Linked DNA regions of Mus musculus: regions 2 and 3 are each linked to region 1. The links are chromatin contacts, called in public promoter capture Hi-C maps. All regions are on one chromosome and are shown on one strand. Each heading gives the region's core, a stretch centred on a gene start, on an enhancer-like site or on the middle of the called end of the contact. The rest is flanking DNA. Distances are from core to core; before and after follow the strand shown. Region 1 holds the start of Rnaseh2b (ribonuclease H2, subunit B). Region 2 holds the start of Pinx1 (PIN2/TERF1 interacting, telomerase inhibitor 1). Region 3 holds the start of Tnfrsf19 (tumor necrosis factor receptor superfamily, member 19).

Region 1 (4,953 bases), core at 1,729-4,228:
GGGTGGGGTGGAGGTAGGAGTGGGTGGTGCTGATTAAGGACGTTTTTACTCAAGCTATGTGGGCCTATATACAAGAGTCCTACGTGATTTTCATCTCTCCCCCCCCCCCCGCCCCCAGAACTCTAGGGTTTTCAATGTACACATTTCCTGGGAGGTGAATCCTGTTAACAGTCTTCCCCAACAGCCGCAGGCAGTCTCCTGCCTACTCTAGTGAGCTGATGTGCTCCTGACTAACTCTCACAACTGGCCCAGCTCAGTAGACCAGACAAGTGTACAACAGATTGACAAAAGAAAACCAGTATTAAGAATATGACCTTCTGGAACCTTATAACATGTTCCCAAAGTAACTGGTCTTAGAGTAATTAAACAGCAGTGTAGCATTCCCAATTACATCGGAGGTGCAGTATGCTCATTCCAGATGCAAAGACCCATTCCACCTTGCTGCAACACCCCAGCTTGTCTGTGAAAAGGAAGCTAGCACAGTCCACTCTCTGAGTTCCAGCTTTCCTTTGTCTAGGAGGCTTCAACTTAACAAAACAAAACTGAGAAGTACCCTGTAATCAACTTTAAGATGTAACCTTCGGGACATACCAGAGGCAACTTGAATGTAAATTAAATGTCAAGCCAAGGTTAGCTGCCTGTGCCCTGAATGTATACAAGCTCTGCTCACTTTCAGAACAGTGAACCCTCAAGCAGTCAAGCCTCAGGTGCGGTTACCCAGGACCCCAGCTCCCCAGGCTGGTCCTCGATACAGCAGTTCCGGGGGGTATTAGACCAGCCAGTAACGGTGCTTGAGTCTTTACTAGAAGAGCAAGCATATTTTTGGGTCTTAGCCCAGGACAGACTAGCTCAGAACCTTCACAAATGAAGTCTCACTCCCAGGAGGCCGGTGCCCTTACATTGGAGGGCAGACCCCATAGCTGCTATCAAACGTGTTTGGACCCTTAGAGCCTGCAGGTGGCACTAAAGGCCACCTGGAAGAGCAGAAGTCAGGAAGCCCAAGTTTTAAGTTTTAGAACCCTCAACCACTATCAGCCTAATGAGTAGGTGAGAGAGCACCTTGCCTGAAGGGTAAAAAAAGGTGAGAGGACAGACACCTCAGCTTTGAACAGAAACCAGGTGGCAATGCGTCTCACCCCTCCCTCCCAGTAGATCTACTACACCTTTCTCTTTGAGGGATGCATTCAACATCGAGTCTTTTCAGTTTTGTGCTTGGTACGATTATGACACACTTTAAGAAGGAAATTAATGTCAGTGAAACAGCCAACAAAACAAAACAAAACCCCTCAAATTATTGCAAACTACTATATAGTATTAACATGTTTGATTGCAAAAAGAATGATTAGGGATCCTACTACAAAAATCAAATATACTGATGTAACAGAAGGGTGAAAGGAGGCTCTCCCCTCTCCCAGCTAAACTAAGGTGTTCAGCTAGCCTTCTGATGGCTCACCAACACCAGGAATTCTCACTAGCTGCTTTACCAAGCACTATCAGTGAGGTTACGGCTTAACTGGACTCATCATAGGCAGCTGGAGTCAGGACGAAGCCGTATCAACCACTTCAGAAAACCATTCTGCAGAACTAAAGCTAACCCAACAAGCACCCAAAAGCAGCTTCCACTCCAGGATACAGACACTCCGAAGAAATGAATGCCAATGTCCACCAACAGCCTCAAAAGAATGCTGCCAGAGGTGTAACTCCTACTAGGTGCAAACCAGGAGGAACACCTAATGCCATCCATCCTCCGGAGAGTAGTAGCATTGATATGCATACAGCAAACCAGAAGCAATTTTTAAGAACCAGCCAACAAAACCCATGGAACAGCCATGGATGGATCTGGCAGACGTGGTACGGAGGGAAGGAAGACAGATACAAAAGTCACAGGGGTCCAAGCAGGCAAAACTAATTTGATGACAGAAAGCCTGGGGTTCTCTAGAAGACGGGTGTATGAGCTGCTAGCTGGAAAGCTACTCTTCTTGGTCAGCAGCATACAGGGTTCAGTTGAGTGAGCTGCAAACCCAAAATCCATACACTTGAATGTGTTTAACTTTTTACACAGGAGAGAAGCTGTGTATCCAAAGTAAGTGTCAGGTCGTTACATAAAGATTATAAAAATTATCATCACTGGATATCTATACCCTGGTGAAATATATTTGCTGTAAAAATGCTCTGCATTTGCTAAACTAAAACTCAAAATTAAAGTGACTGGGAAGTTTCCTTCTTCACGCGTATTCTAACATCAAATGTATCATTGTAAAATGACAGAGTGTTTCTGGCTTGCATTCCCTAACCCAAATTTATTTCACTTGCCCTCCTCATATGGCAATGGCTGTCGCATGCCACCACATGCCCTGATAGCTGGTCATCATCTACAGGGACACTGAGTGGCCTGGTTCTGGGATTTTTGACTGTCACCATGTCCTGGAATTGTTTCAAACCACGCTCACATAAACCCCATCCAGGCTCCCTTATGCCTGGCCACCCTTGCCTTTCCAGAGCAGCAGAGCGGCTCAGCATGGGACTACTGCGACCTCTGGTTTGGAGCTGGTAAGATTCTAGACGCTGAGCTACAGAGATCCAGTAACTCCCAGGGGACAGCAGAGTCCCGGGACCCCCGCTGCCCGCCGCAGGCCGAGTGGCTGGACCCGCCCCAGGGAATCCGCGCAAACGCTGCCGTCGCTTCCGGGTTTGGAGTTTTCCCGCGTGTTGTGACACGTGACCAGGATGCTTAGCAAAGCGCGGGGCACCGAATCCGGGTCCGCGCTCGCTAGGACCTTGCGGACCGGTGCTGGCCTGGGAAAAAAAAAAAACCCGCGCTGCCGCTGCCGCCACCAGCGACCTAGGCCCACGCGCCTCCCGCGTTTACCTGGAAGTAGGAACACTAGCTGCCTGGCCGCCAAGTCCCCGCGGTCCCGACCTCCGGCCATGGTCGCGCCCTGCCGGAAGTGGCGCCGAGGGGCCCGCCAACCGGGGCCACCAGCCTGCCTCCATTTCCGGGCCCGCCCGCTCGGCTTCCTTTTTTGAAATCTGCGCGGGCCCTGCTGTCAGTGGAGGGTGTGGAGCTCCTCGTTTTTCTCACTCTCATTCTACGGGCGCTGCTCGTGCGTGTATTTCATACATTGAGGTTCCTAATGCGGGCGAGCAGCCTTCAAATTGGCTGTGGGCCAATTTGATAGTTAAGGTAATTTTTTAAAGATACAACCCAAATTATGCTTATAATTTGGAGTTCAACATACGAATTTGTTATTTAGGATAAATCTTTAGAGTATTAACGAGACTTAGTTTGGGTGTGGTTTGGTTTTGACACAAGGTCCACCACCCAGCGGGGACTGACCTTCAAAGTATGCCGCCCTGGCTGGCTTTGAATACTGGATCAGGAACCTCCCAAGTGCTAGAATGGTTGTGAGCAAAAGTGGTGTCTTGTTGCCTAGGGCTCACCTCGGGGCTATAGAGAAAACAATTAAGCCCTGACTAGGGAGGTGGAGAGGGGATTCTCTCAAAGGGCCAGCTGCCGATCAGGAAGCTTGTTCTGAAGTGTTCTTTCTAGGCAGACTATGCACTTTATGTCTTTTGTTATCCAGTCTAGTGGCACTTTGTATTTTGTTTTTGTAGAGGGAGCAATGTGAGACACAGGCAACATAAATGTGGAGGTCTGAGTTATAAAGGTGGTCAAAGCTTTTGAGAAATTACATAGAGCAACCAGAAGTTGGTCTGGATCTTAAAACATAGGCTGAGATTCCCTCCTGAGGCATGAAGCCCTTAAAAATACCCACCTCTGAACAACAATATGAACTAACCAGTACCCCCAGAGCTCATGTCTCTAGCTGCATATGTAGCAGAAGATGGCCTAGTCGGCCATCATTGGGAAGAGAGGCCCCTTGGTCTTGTAAACTTTATATGCCTCAGTACAGGGGAACACCAGGGCCAAGAAGTGGGAGTGAGTGGGTAGGGGGGGGTGGTATGGGGGACTTTTGGGATAGCACTTGAAATGTAAATGAAGAAAATACCTAATTAAAAAAAATATATATATAATACCCACCTCTGACCAGACCATTGTAAGACCACGAAAAAATAAGGCCACGCAGGGACATTTCGTGATTCTCTCAGACAAAAGCAAGATCAGTGTCATTTGTGCAGCAACTGTCCCAGCACTTGGCCACAGTGAGAACTGCTTTACCCAGTACAGCTCTATTCCTGTGCTAGTCTCCCCTGGCTGTGGATAAGAGTCAGGAAGATGAGTCAGGATACAAAGACAGAAGAGGACTCTGGAGGGAAAGGGGTCCCCCTAGGACTGGCTTTGCGTTTCATGCTGGCTGAGAATTAAGAATTTTGACTCAATTGGACCATCAAGGTGGTTCAGTACACAGAGGATTAACAGGATTCCCATGCCCAGCCACAGAGAAATCACTGCACACTGAGGGATTAATAATGGAAATGGTTTTTAATGATAGTGTGTGTGTGTGTGTGTGTGTGTGTGTGTCTAATGCTCAGGGAGGAGGCCTTATAGAGAAGATGTTGTTAGCTTACATTTTAGGCTTATGCATTTCACATAAATCTTTCAGGCTCCAGCCCCAGGTTACACTTTGGAAAGTTTAAACAGACACAAGAGACGGCAGGTCTGGTCCCTTGCTTGGGCAAATGGGAGATTTACTCAGCAAAGATATTGCCTGAACTATTTAAGTACACTAGTGTTCCTTTTGTTCTTGTCCACCAGGCAGAATTACACGTTTCCTGTTGAGAGCACAGAGAACTTGAGGACAGACCAGGACTTAATGATGGTTGTGACCCTGTGCTACTCCCTTGAGCCACCCCTCGGAGGCATGTTCTTGATATGGGGATATGCCTAATGGCTAGTTGTAAGCCTTGTTATGGGACTAGAGCTTAACTGGAAATCAGTCTTGGTGACCAAGAATTAGCAGAAACGTTCTCAGTAATCCTAAACGTCTACTG
Region 2 (4,953 bases), core at 855-3,354, 1.5 Mb before region 1:
AAAAACACTCTGTCCATAGTGGCACCTGATAAGGATGCATGGATACATAAAGGAGTCTGGTAGGAGAGAAGTAAAGGAAGAAAGGAAAAAGGAATGAATAGCTGAAATAAGGGGAACGGCCCTGGGTTTCAGGTAAAGCTTTCTCCGAAATGAATATAAATAACTGGTCCCTAAGAACTCAAGCTTATCACTGTAGCTTTATTGTCTGCTATCTGAGACAGTCGGGCTCTGTAGCCTAGGGTGGCCTTGAACTGGTAACCATCCTCCACCACTTGGCAGGGATCACAGGCATGAGCCATCACATCTGGCTTCACTATTACAAATTTGAGGAAAAACTATGACCCACTAGGTCAATAGAACATGAATCTGAACCTAAAGGTGAGGCCAAGTAAGAAATCCGGAGATTGAATGTCATTACTGCTAACCCATGGCATTCATTGAAGCACACTAACATCAATGGCCTCAAAACTGAAAAAGATCACAACATCTACTCAAAAGAGCTCACTGTGTTGCACGTAAAATCAGTAGGGATCCTTATCTATAAACACCCCAGCAAAACCAAGAAACACTATAAGCATGCAGGCCGGGGGTGGGGGAGGGCACCACAAAGCAAACTGAGTTGTGGATTCAAATTTGCAGTGCTATACCTGGGGAGGGAAAGCTGATCCAAAAACTTGTTCCATAGATACCAGCTCAACAACCTGGTATATAATATACTCAGCACAACACTGTCTTGCTCATGAGCACAGCAAAGACAGCCATATTAACCAGTGCTCTGCATGTGTGTGTCAGACCCATGTGTGGAGAATGCCTGCCAAGGGTTGCTGACCAAGGTTTGTAAGGAGCCCGCCTCTCCCCTAAGAAAGGCATCCCTGTCACATACTGACCCAAGATGCACTGCCCTGCTGCATAAAGAACTGGCTGTCAGGTCACTTGTTCATCCTGTATACCACTGACATTCCAAACTAGATTCATCCAGTTACCTCACTAAAATCTTTAAAGCCTGGGTGAGGCAGAGACTAGTTCATTTTCATGGAAGTAGAGACCAGGTGAACTGCCAGGAAGAGGGATCTACCTAGAAAGAGCAGTTTCCAGTCTATAACCTATTGAGCTGCCTTCAGGAAAAGCAGTGTGCTCCACTAAAACATGCTTTGTTCTAAAACGCCACAGTGACTTTTTTTGTTTGTTTGTTTTGTTTTTTCGAGACAGGGTTTCTCTGTGTAGCCCTGGCTATCCTGGAACTCACTCTGTAGACCAGACTGGCCTCGAACTCAGAAATTCGCCTGCCTCTGCCTCCCGAGGGCTGGGGTTAAAGGAGTTCGCCACCACTGCCCGATAGACACGATGGCATCTTTTAAAAAAGAAAATAATATGTTTATGTTCTTTGATAGCTACACAACTTCCAGGAAAAGTTAAAAGCCAGTTCTTTGTGAGCATCACACGACTGCCAACTGGTGGCAAGAATCCATAGCTACACGTAGTCTCATTCAGGAACAAAGTAGCTTCTGGGGAGGGAATTAGTGGACTTCAGAGGCTAACCACAGCTACTATCTCTCAGTCTCGATTAAAACCATTCATCAGCCTGCACTCCGGTCAAGAACTTATCACTGCCTGACACTTGTAATCCTTCTGCTTTTTTCCTCTGGGTCCAATACATTTTGGACAGTTGGAATTCAGGGCCTGAAGCGATGCTATGGGACCTATCTTTGTGAAACCCCAGGACACTTGGTTCGAGCCTGGAAAAGTGAAAGAATCTCCAGGAACAACAGTCTGAGACTCGGTGTCCTGAATGTCGGAATGCACGCGTGCGCGCACGACCCGAGCCTTTAGTACCAGGAACTGAGTCTGCGGGACGTTGCTGTTCTCTGTCCCTCGCGGGCCCGGCAGTCACTGCTGTCCCCACTCGGGCCTGAACACCCGCGCCCCCGTCATCCCATCACCCGGTCGTCCAGCTCGGCAGACACTCACGCTCTGCTAGCATCGACATTGTCTCAAGTTTGTCGAACGCTGCCTCTGGCCTGACGCCCAGCGGTTATGAGGAACCTGAAGCGCGGTTAAGGAAGAAGCCGGCTCGGAAAGCACGCCGGGTGGAGAGCTTCGCTGGGGCGCGTACTACTGACGTCACCACGCGCGACTCGCTACCAACTGCATGAAGCGGAGGGGCGGACCCGCCTTGGGGGACTGAGGCACAGATTCTTTCTAGGGCTGGGGCAGAGCTGGTTCGTGCGCAGTTCGCAGTTTAACTCTGAAAGCGGGTGTGCAAGCAACCTTAGAGTTGTCCGGGGTTCTGTGAACCATGGGTACATTTAAAGAGCTGGAGAGACGGCCGAAGAGGAAGGTATTGGCACTGGAAGGGACCTATGCTCTTCACACTCTACCTCTGCCCATTGTGGGATGCTGAGAGAGGAGGGAGGGAGGGAGAGAAGGCAGAAACAGCCACCTAGCTGGCAAAGTCAAATGAAACACCGTGGTTTTGTGCTTAACGGCCGGCCGAGAAATGTTAACTCTTTCGTGGTCTTCGCTGTGACAGACTTAAATCCCAGAGGCCTTTCCCAGTTCCATCGCTCTCCCTGGCATTTTTGCTCAATGCGTCCTGTCACATTCTGTTCCCTCTTTTTGCTGTCCTGTCTCCTCCAAAGGTGTGACCTCAGCTATCTCCCACGCTGTTTATTTGCCCTTTTTTCCTCTAGCCTCTCCCTTCAACGTCCCTTTCTTTGTCAAGGCTTCGACTTCCAAATAGACCTTAGCTTTTCTCAAATCTTCTTTGTTTAGCCATGCCTTCAGCACCGGCCAGTGCCCTTACCTTCCAAAGGCTCTTCTTCCCTCGTTTTGTCTTTCCTTAGGAAGGTCACATCCATTTTTCATCAGACCTAACAAGATACCATGTAGACCCCCGATGCACTCAGGGCAACTCTTCTATGATGCAGTGTGCTGGTGAAATAGGGCTGTGCTGGAGGACCTGAGAATCAGGCATGACTGTCACGTTTACCTACCTGTAAGATGAGGACATTGATAGCCCCCAGCCAAGAATGATTGTGTACTTGACCACCAATTATTAACAAGAAAGAAGAGGCAGTAAATGTGACCGTGTGGCAATGGGGCTGGGTCTGACCAAATCACCTACTTAGGATATCTGGGCTTTGCCCCAAATCCTTTCCCTTTCCCTGGGCCAGGGTTCCTGTTCTAGATAACCAAGCCCAAGCCCAGGTAAACGGTGAGCTTTAAAGAAGGAGGGCACACAGGAGCATTTCCTCACATTCAGTGAGGACACCAGCTTTGATGTATGACCCCTCACTCCTCTCTAAAAGATCTTTACAGGACAAGGCAGATTCACCAAAGAGTAGAATTCCTGGTGAGTGTCCCTGGATCACAGCATCAGCTACCTTTGAAAGTCTTTGTCCTTTGTTTGTTTGAAAACATCTTTGGGGAGCATCGTAAACTTCTATTGTCCATTAACCCCAGTTTAAGAAGAATTGGAGGAGCAAGTGTGGAGAGGACAGAAAGGAAAGTATGCAATCCACGCAGCCCTGGAGTCTGAAGCAAGTTTATTAGGGCACTGTATGGAACCTGTTTCTATCCTGGCTTTGCCTAGAGCAGAAACTAGTCTTGGTGATTAAAAAAAAAAAAAGTAAGCTAGTAAATTATTTAATCATTGTAGAAATAAAAGGCAACCGGAAAAGTTCCTGAGACTGTCAGTGTGAAGTTTAGCATGCATTATGTAAAAAATATTCTGTAGCTGTGAGAGTGAAACTCCTGCTCTCTGCTAAATCCTCAGTGATTCTCCGGGAAGAGAGCAGGTTGACATGATTCATTTGTGCCTTCTACCGTCATTCCTCTTTCATTATTAATATTGGCTAATGGGGCTCGGAATTCAGCCATGTGTAGCCTGAACCTGACTGAGCAAGGGGTCGCCGTATCCTTTCCTAGAGCTAGCCATGGTGTGCTGTTCCCAGGAAGAAAGACTGTGCTGAGTGGAATTCCCGAGTGGAATTCCCGATTCAAGGTGACTTTTTTGAAACATCAGAGGTAAAAAGTAAAAGTTGTCACAGCTCAAAACAGAAAAAGAAAGATGGGCAAAGGGAGAGGGAGGTTAGAAACGGGAATGGCTCAATCGATGCTTGTCTTGTCGTCAGAAAATATGCTCATGCTTGCTTCTTTACTACACAGAATGGCCAGGGGCTGATAAGAGGTCAGTAACCTCCTAGGGATGGGGTGCATGGCAGCAGTTGGCCCTGGTAGCTTCGGGGATTGTTAGCAATAGTCCCTCCCACAACTGGCAGGGACATGGAAGCTCAGAGAGAAGAGCAGACCCACTATAAGGAGACTAACTCATGGGCTGAAACCTTCACCCCCAAGGAGATGGGATGAGGAAGTGGTGCCTTTAAGGGTGTGTGTGCATGATCATGACCAAGGAGCCTCAGGATGGGATTGGTGCTTTTCAGAGAGAGAGAGAGAGAGAGAGAGAGAGAGAGAGAGAGAGAGAGAGAATGAGAAGCCAGATGTCCTCTTCTCTCATATGCTCTAAGAATGCAGCAGCATGACAGCCTCTGGTAACCAGGAATCAGCCCTCATAGAAACCAAATCTGGCAGCCATTCGACCTTGGACTCAGCCTCCAGGACCTTGAAGGATAATTTTCTGTTATTTATAAGCCACTTTAAGTATTTCGTTACAACAGCTCAAATGGACTAAGACAGGCAAATTACACATTGGCACAGAGCAACAATCTTCAGTTCCAGACCCGTCTTTCCAAAGCACAATAACTGAGGACAATATCTCCTGTCATTTCCTTGGATGCAGATATTTAGGAGGGTGAATGCACTCACACTTGGAGGAGGAATCTTAGTTAACAAACACCAGTACAAGCCTCACACATCTTTTTTCAGAACCCAGCCTCTCTTTAAACAGCTGAAAATACTGTGAGTCAAAAATTGCCACCAGCGCAGAAGAATTTT
Region 3 (4,953 bases), core at 1,148-3,647, 1.3 Mb after region 1:
AACACTGTAACACAGGCCTGTTACTCTGCCACTATCCACTCCATCTTCCAACTGCATCACCTTCTCTGAGTTTGAATTTAATATTACTTGGTTCATCATGAACAATATACTAATCTCTCTCTCTCTCTCTCTCTCTCTCTCTCTCTCTCTCTCTCTCTCTCTCTGTGTGTGTGTGTGTGTGTGTGTGTGTGTGTGTATACCAGATTCCCTAAGTGTATGGTAGATAACACTATCTAGATTTGTGTAACCCATTCTGATGTTTGCATGATAGATTTCTCAGAAAAAAAAATCCCCATAGTTAAATGACACATGACTTTATGTCAAGTATAGTGATAGGTTCCTGGACACAGAATATCTAATTTTATTTCACTTATCTGTGTTCTCTTTTAATCTTTAAAATTATTACATTTATTTATTTATTTATTTATTTATTTAATCGTGTGTGCATGTGAGCTCAGTGAATAACATGTGGGTCCTAGGGATGAAACTTAAGTCATTTGACTTGGCAGCAAGTTTCTTGACTGGCTGAATGATTTTGCCCACCTTCTTCTGTGCCTCCTGGAGGTAAAGGGGATGAGCCTCCCCTTCAAGCCCTCAACTGCCTTCAGAGTCTCAAGGGCTGGGCCACACACATCTCACATTGCAGGAAGTTCAGTTGAGCACAGTGCAAACAAGCCGTCACTCTTCCTTGGAGACCAGCCTTTAGCCACCCTCTGCATCTGGGGACAGCTGGGGCTCTAACATCAGGGTTGATTCATTTCCCACATGGATAGTTCTTGTCTCAGAAAAGACCAACTCAAGTGCATAGGGCTAAGGCATTTGAGCAACCAGTGTTGCTTTGTGAGATTCACGTAGAGCTGGTTTGACTGGCGTGTTCCTTGAAGCTGTAGCTTCCAGATGCCTTCTGGAAGCTTCTAGAAACATAAGCATCTGAATTCAATCCTTGCCCATTTCCCATGGGTGGTAAACTGTAGAGACCTGTAAGCAACTTGCTCACCCAGAGATAAGAGCACCTAGCAGTTTCCATTGGCTCTGGAACAGCAAACTTGATGAAGGCTCTGGGCATGGACCCTAGACCATGGAACATCTGGGTTACCTCAGAGAAAAGTCAGCCTTCTTGGAAATAGTTTGCCCCTGATTTCATGAGTCCTTGGAGCTCAGGAGCTCTGTAGGTACAGGTGTCTTGGGATAGTATGCAAAAGCATGCCTGCTCATTTGAAGGATGTGAGGCTGGGTACATTGTTCAATTGGTGGAGTGCTTGTTTAATATGCATGAAGCCCTAAGTTCAGAAACCATAATCACATAAACTGAATGTAGCAGTGGATGTCTGTAATTCCAGCCTTTAGGAGGATCAAGAGTTCAAAGCTGTCTTTGAATAAACAGCACTTTTGAGGCCAGCTCATGACACTGGAGACCCTGTCTCGAAAAGGAAAAAGAAAACAAACAAGTACAAAGTAAGCCCCATGTGTCTCAGGGACATTTCAGAGATGGAGGGCATGAACAGGCCCTGGGGTTCAGCCTCCACCTCCCACTGGGGAAAAATACTGGAAACCAAATAGATCTATTTAAGTGTTACAATGAACTCACAAACCAAGTATTTTGCCATCAAGATTTACACAGGAATCAAAGACAGCTGGAGATAGACAGGGCATAAACTATTTTTAAATATCACACCAGGAAAAATGAGATGCAACTGATAAGAGAAGGAAGTCACAGGAAGGAAGTGGGTTCCTCTAAGGGTGCTGCAGATGATATTTTTCAGTGCCCTTCTGCAAACAGATGCAGTTCCATCATATAATGGAAATCTTTTCTCTCTCCCAGAATAAACAGCTCCATGTTCAAAAACATGCCACATTCCGACCACAGTGCTTTACCAGCCTCGTGGGTATTCTAAACAACGGACACTAAGTTCCGTTTTACAGTACAGAAAATAAGGTGGCGATTTCTCAGCTGGATCCAAACTGTGATTTGTGCTTTGCCTGGGACAGAAGCTGTGGAGTGATTGCAAGCAAATGCTTTCCTCTAAGTCACCTTTCTGTGACTTTTAGGAGTCGCTAGAGGTATCCATGATTGCAACTCAGAAGGAAGGCATCCTTTGTTGTTGTTGTTTTATTAGGACCCCAAATTTAGATTAACAAGCTTCTGACCCAGGTGTCCAGTGAGCTAGTGGCGGTATCTCTGTAAGTTGTAGTATCCACTCCTTCACTCAATGAAAGCCATACTTGACTGGCGCCACCTGTAATACTTTCACCAGGAAAAGACATTTTACTAATTCTTAAAGACTTGTCGCAGTATGTGTGTGTTGGGGTGGGGAGCCGCGCGCGTGGGGTTGGGGGTGGGGAATCAAGCTTTTTAAAACGTTTGCCTGTGACCCTGGCGGTGTAAGGCAGGTGTTCGGAGAAACGGCCTAATTAAACACTGCTGTGCCGCTCTGCTGCGTTTCGGACTACCCTGCTCTGGTAGGGACTTCGTGCTTTTTGTCACAGGCAGCGGCTTGATGCTGTCTACTGGAACCTGCAACGATCCAGGACCTTACAGGCCCGGAGCACAGAGGCCCAGAGCAGTCCTGGTGTGTCCCTCCCAGCCAAGAGACACACTGCAGGGCTGTCGCGGGCGAGGCACAGACCAACGCGACTAGAAATCAGGCTGACTGGCTTCTCCCGGCCAGCCCCACGGCACGGCATGATGTCATGGGAGCTGCCACTCAGCGAGATGAAAGGGATGCGGCGCAGCAGCGCTGGCACTAGGCAGCCCAGCTGGGGCACCGCGAGAGAGAGCTGCAGATCCAGCCGCTCAGCCCAGGCTGGGGAAGCCTGCTCTCCAGAGCTGGGGCAGAACAACGTGGCCCACGTTTAACAAAAGAACCAGACGGTAGCGAACTTTCTAGATCTGCGCGCGTAGCGAGTAAACTCAGCCTTGCCTTTGATGCGCAGCAACTGATCGGCGATCAGATTACAGGCACTCCATCTCCTAGTTCGCCTGCCTTTGATCTGCGCGGGTAATCCATTTTCCTGGATTTGAAGTTTGTCTGGGCTTGCGCCCACACACATTTTTGGGAAGGTAAAAGCGTTTGGCGCGGAAGTGCTACCAAGCTGCGGAAAGCGTGAGTCTGGAGCACAGCACTGGCGAGTAGCAGGTAGGCGTTCGTGTGTGGTTGGAACTTTCACTGCGTTTTCCTCGCATGTTCAAAGGGGGAAAAATGGCTATCAGCTCCCAGCAAGCATGCCTGAAGCCAAGTCCAGCACCAGGCTGCGTGCACGTGAAACTGAATTTGATTCTTGATGCAATTGTTTCGCGGTTTGCACAAGAGTTTGATATCTGTCATGCAAATCTTACTTGGAAGTGAGTAGTTCCAACAGGACAAAAACAGAGCCTCGCTAATGTTTGTTGCCAGCAGGGTTTCAGACGCTGGAAGCTGGGCTGGAAAACCTCCTCTTACTTTATTTAGAAACGGTGGGATTCTGTTAACACCCCCTCACTCCCACCCCACCTTCCTTTCTCTTCCCCTATCTCCCCCCACCCTACGGAGCAAAACTCCTCTCTAGCAATCCTAGCAATATTACTACTTTATTCTCCGGCCTCCGGGAGATGTGAATCTATCGCACATGTGTCCTTGCCATTCGCATTCCCAAGGGAATCTCTGCAAAGGCATTTAGGACTGAAGCCTTTCAAGTGTAAAGCGGAGGAACTCGGAAACAGGGAGCGCCAAGCTGCGTTAGGTTTGGCTAAAAATACCCAAGCCAGGCTCTGTAACCTCTGAAAATAGGAGAAGCTTTGTTTACAGAAACACTCCCGAGGTTAATATTCTTAAATTAACATTTACTCTAAATATATAGTGACAGCTGTTGTGAGTTACAATTTGCCAACTGTTTACCAAAACTATCTGGCAATCAACAGTTATTATGTTACATGAAGTATTTTAGCCACATTTTCACTTCAATTAGTGCCCTACAAAACCAAATTATACTGGGCACCCAGCTTGCCAGTTAACTGCTACTTGTGAATTCATAACTTCTACACACACACACACACACACACACACACACACACACACACGCACGCACGCACACATACACATACACACATGCATACACACAGACACAAACACACACAGAAACACACAAATACAGAGACACACACAAATACAGAGACACACAGAGACACACAAGCACACATACACACAGACACACAAAAACACAGATATACAAATACAGAGATATACACCGACACACACATGAAGACATACACTTAGATGCACACAAACACACACACATAGACAAACATACAGACACAAACACACACAGACAGACACACACACAAACACACACACAAACACACTCAAAGACATGCATACACACAGACACAGATACACACACACACACACACACACACACATCTTTACACTGAACTTCAGACACTCAGGACAATAGGACTTAGAGCTCTGTACCTACATTGGCCCATCCTAATATTCTGGCCCTGGGTTTACTTGGTAAAATACTTTATTATTGTCACAGTGGTCTGTTTTATGTTAGGTGTGCAACAAGGAAATGTAAATGATAAGAATAGTTGCTCTGCATTCTGAAATACTGATGAAAGGTCTTGAAACTCCTGTTTCATTTGTGATTATTTTTTTTTCTCATCTAACTAATTAAGTTACTTTCACAACTTTCCTCTGATAATCGGAGCCACTTTGCATATTTGGATTAATTTCAAAGCCTGAATAGCTACAAAGCAGAGGCTATTTAGAATCATGGTAAAGTGACTGTGTTTAAAAGTGAATCAGTAGGAACGGTGCCCAGATCTAACTTGTGTTCAGTTATGCCAGAAGGATGTTTCTGTTTTGGGGGTGGGGGTGGGGTGGGGGAAGGGGGAGCCACCAACCATGCTTATGACAGTCTGGGTCTTAAAACATTTGGTTAAAAGAGTCTCAGTTAAAACAGAAAGGTAGTCTT

What was found. Promoter capture Hi-C pulls out the DNA fragments that hold promoters and counts their contacts.
Region 2: a promoter capture Hi-C map of liver shows a contact between it and region 1, with 4 times the contacts expected there. The contact joins the promoter of Pinx1 here to the promoter of Rnaseh2b in region 1. A contact is called at or near these places in 1 of 39 promoter capture datasets (liver) and 1 of 484 Hi-C or Micro-C datasets (CD4 T cells).
Region 3: a contact with region 1 is called in a promoter capture Hi-C map of pre-B cells, with 4 times the contacts expected there. The contact joins the promoter of Tnfrsf19 here to the promoter of Rnaseh2b in region 1. A contact is called at or near these places in 5 of 39 promoter capture datasets (the C10 cell line, hippocampal neurons, liver and 1 more) and 1 of 484 Hi-C or Micro-C datasets (CD4 T cells).

Annotation. Positions count from the first base shown.
Region 1 is chr14:62,330,093-62,335,045 of GRCm38.p6, reverse strand. Rnaseh2b (ribonuclease H2, subunit B) reads right to left here and starts at 2,978. Exons shown (of 11, transcript NM_026001.3): 1 at 2,870-2,978. The coding sequence starts at 2,930. Gm41173 (a long non-coding RNA gene) reads left to right here and starts at 2,991. Exons shown (of 2, transcript XR_874686.3): 1 at 2,991-3,184; 2 at 4,718-4,953.
Region 2 is chr14:63,857,463-63,862,415 of GRCm38.p6, reverse strand. It overlaps Pinx1 (PIN2/TERF1 interacting, telomerase inhibitor 1), which reads right to left and starts at 2,104. Exons shown (of 7, transcript NM_028228.3): 1 at 1,969-2,104. The coding sequence starts at 1,987.
Region 3 is chr14:61,044,299-61,049,251 of GRCm38.p6, reverse strand. Tnfrsf19 (tumor necrosis factor receptor superfamily, member 19) reads left to right here and starts at 2,397. Exons shown (of 10, transcript NM_013869.5): 1 at 2,397-3,137. All of the region lies in intron 2 of Gm41167 (a long non-coding RNA gene), which reads right to left.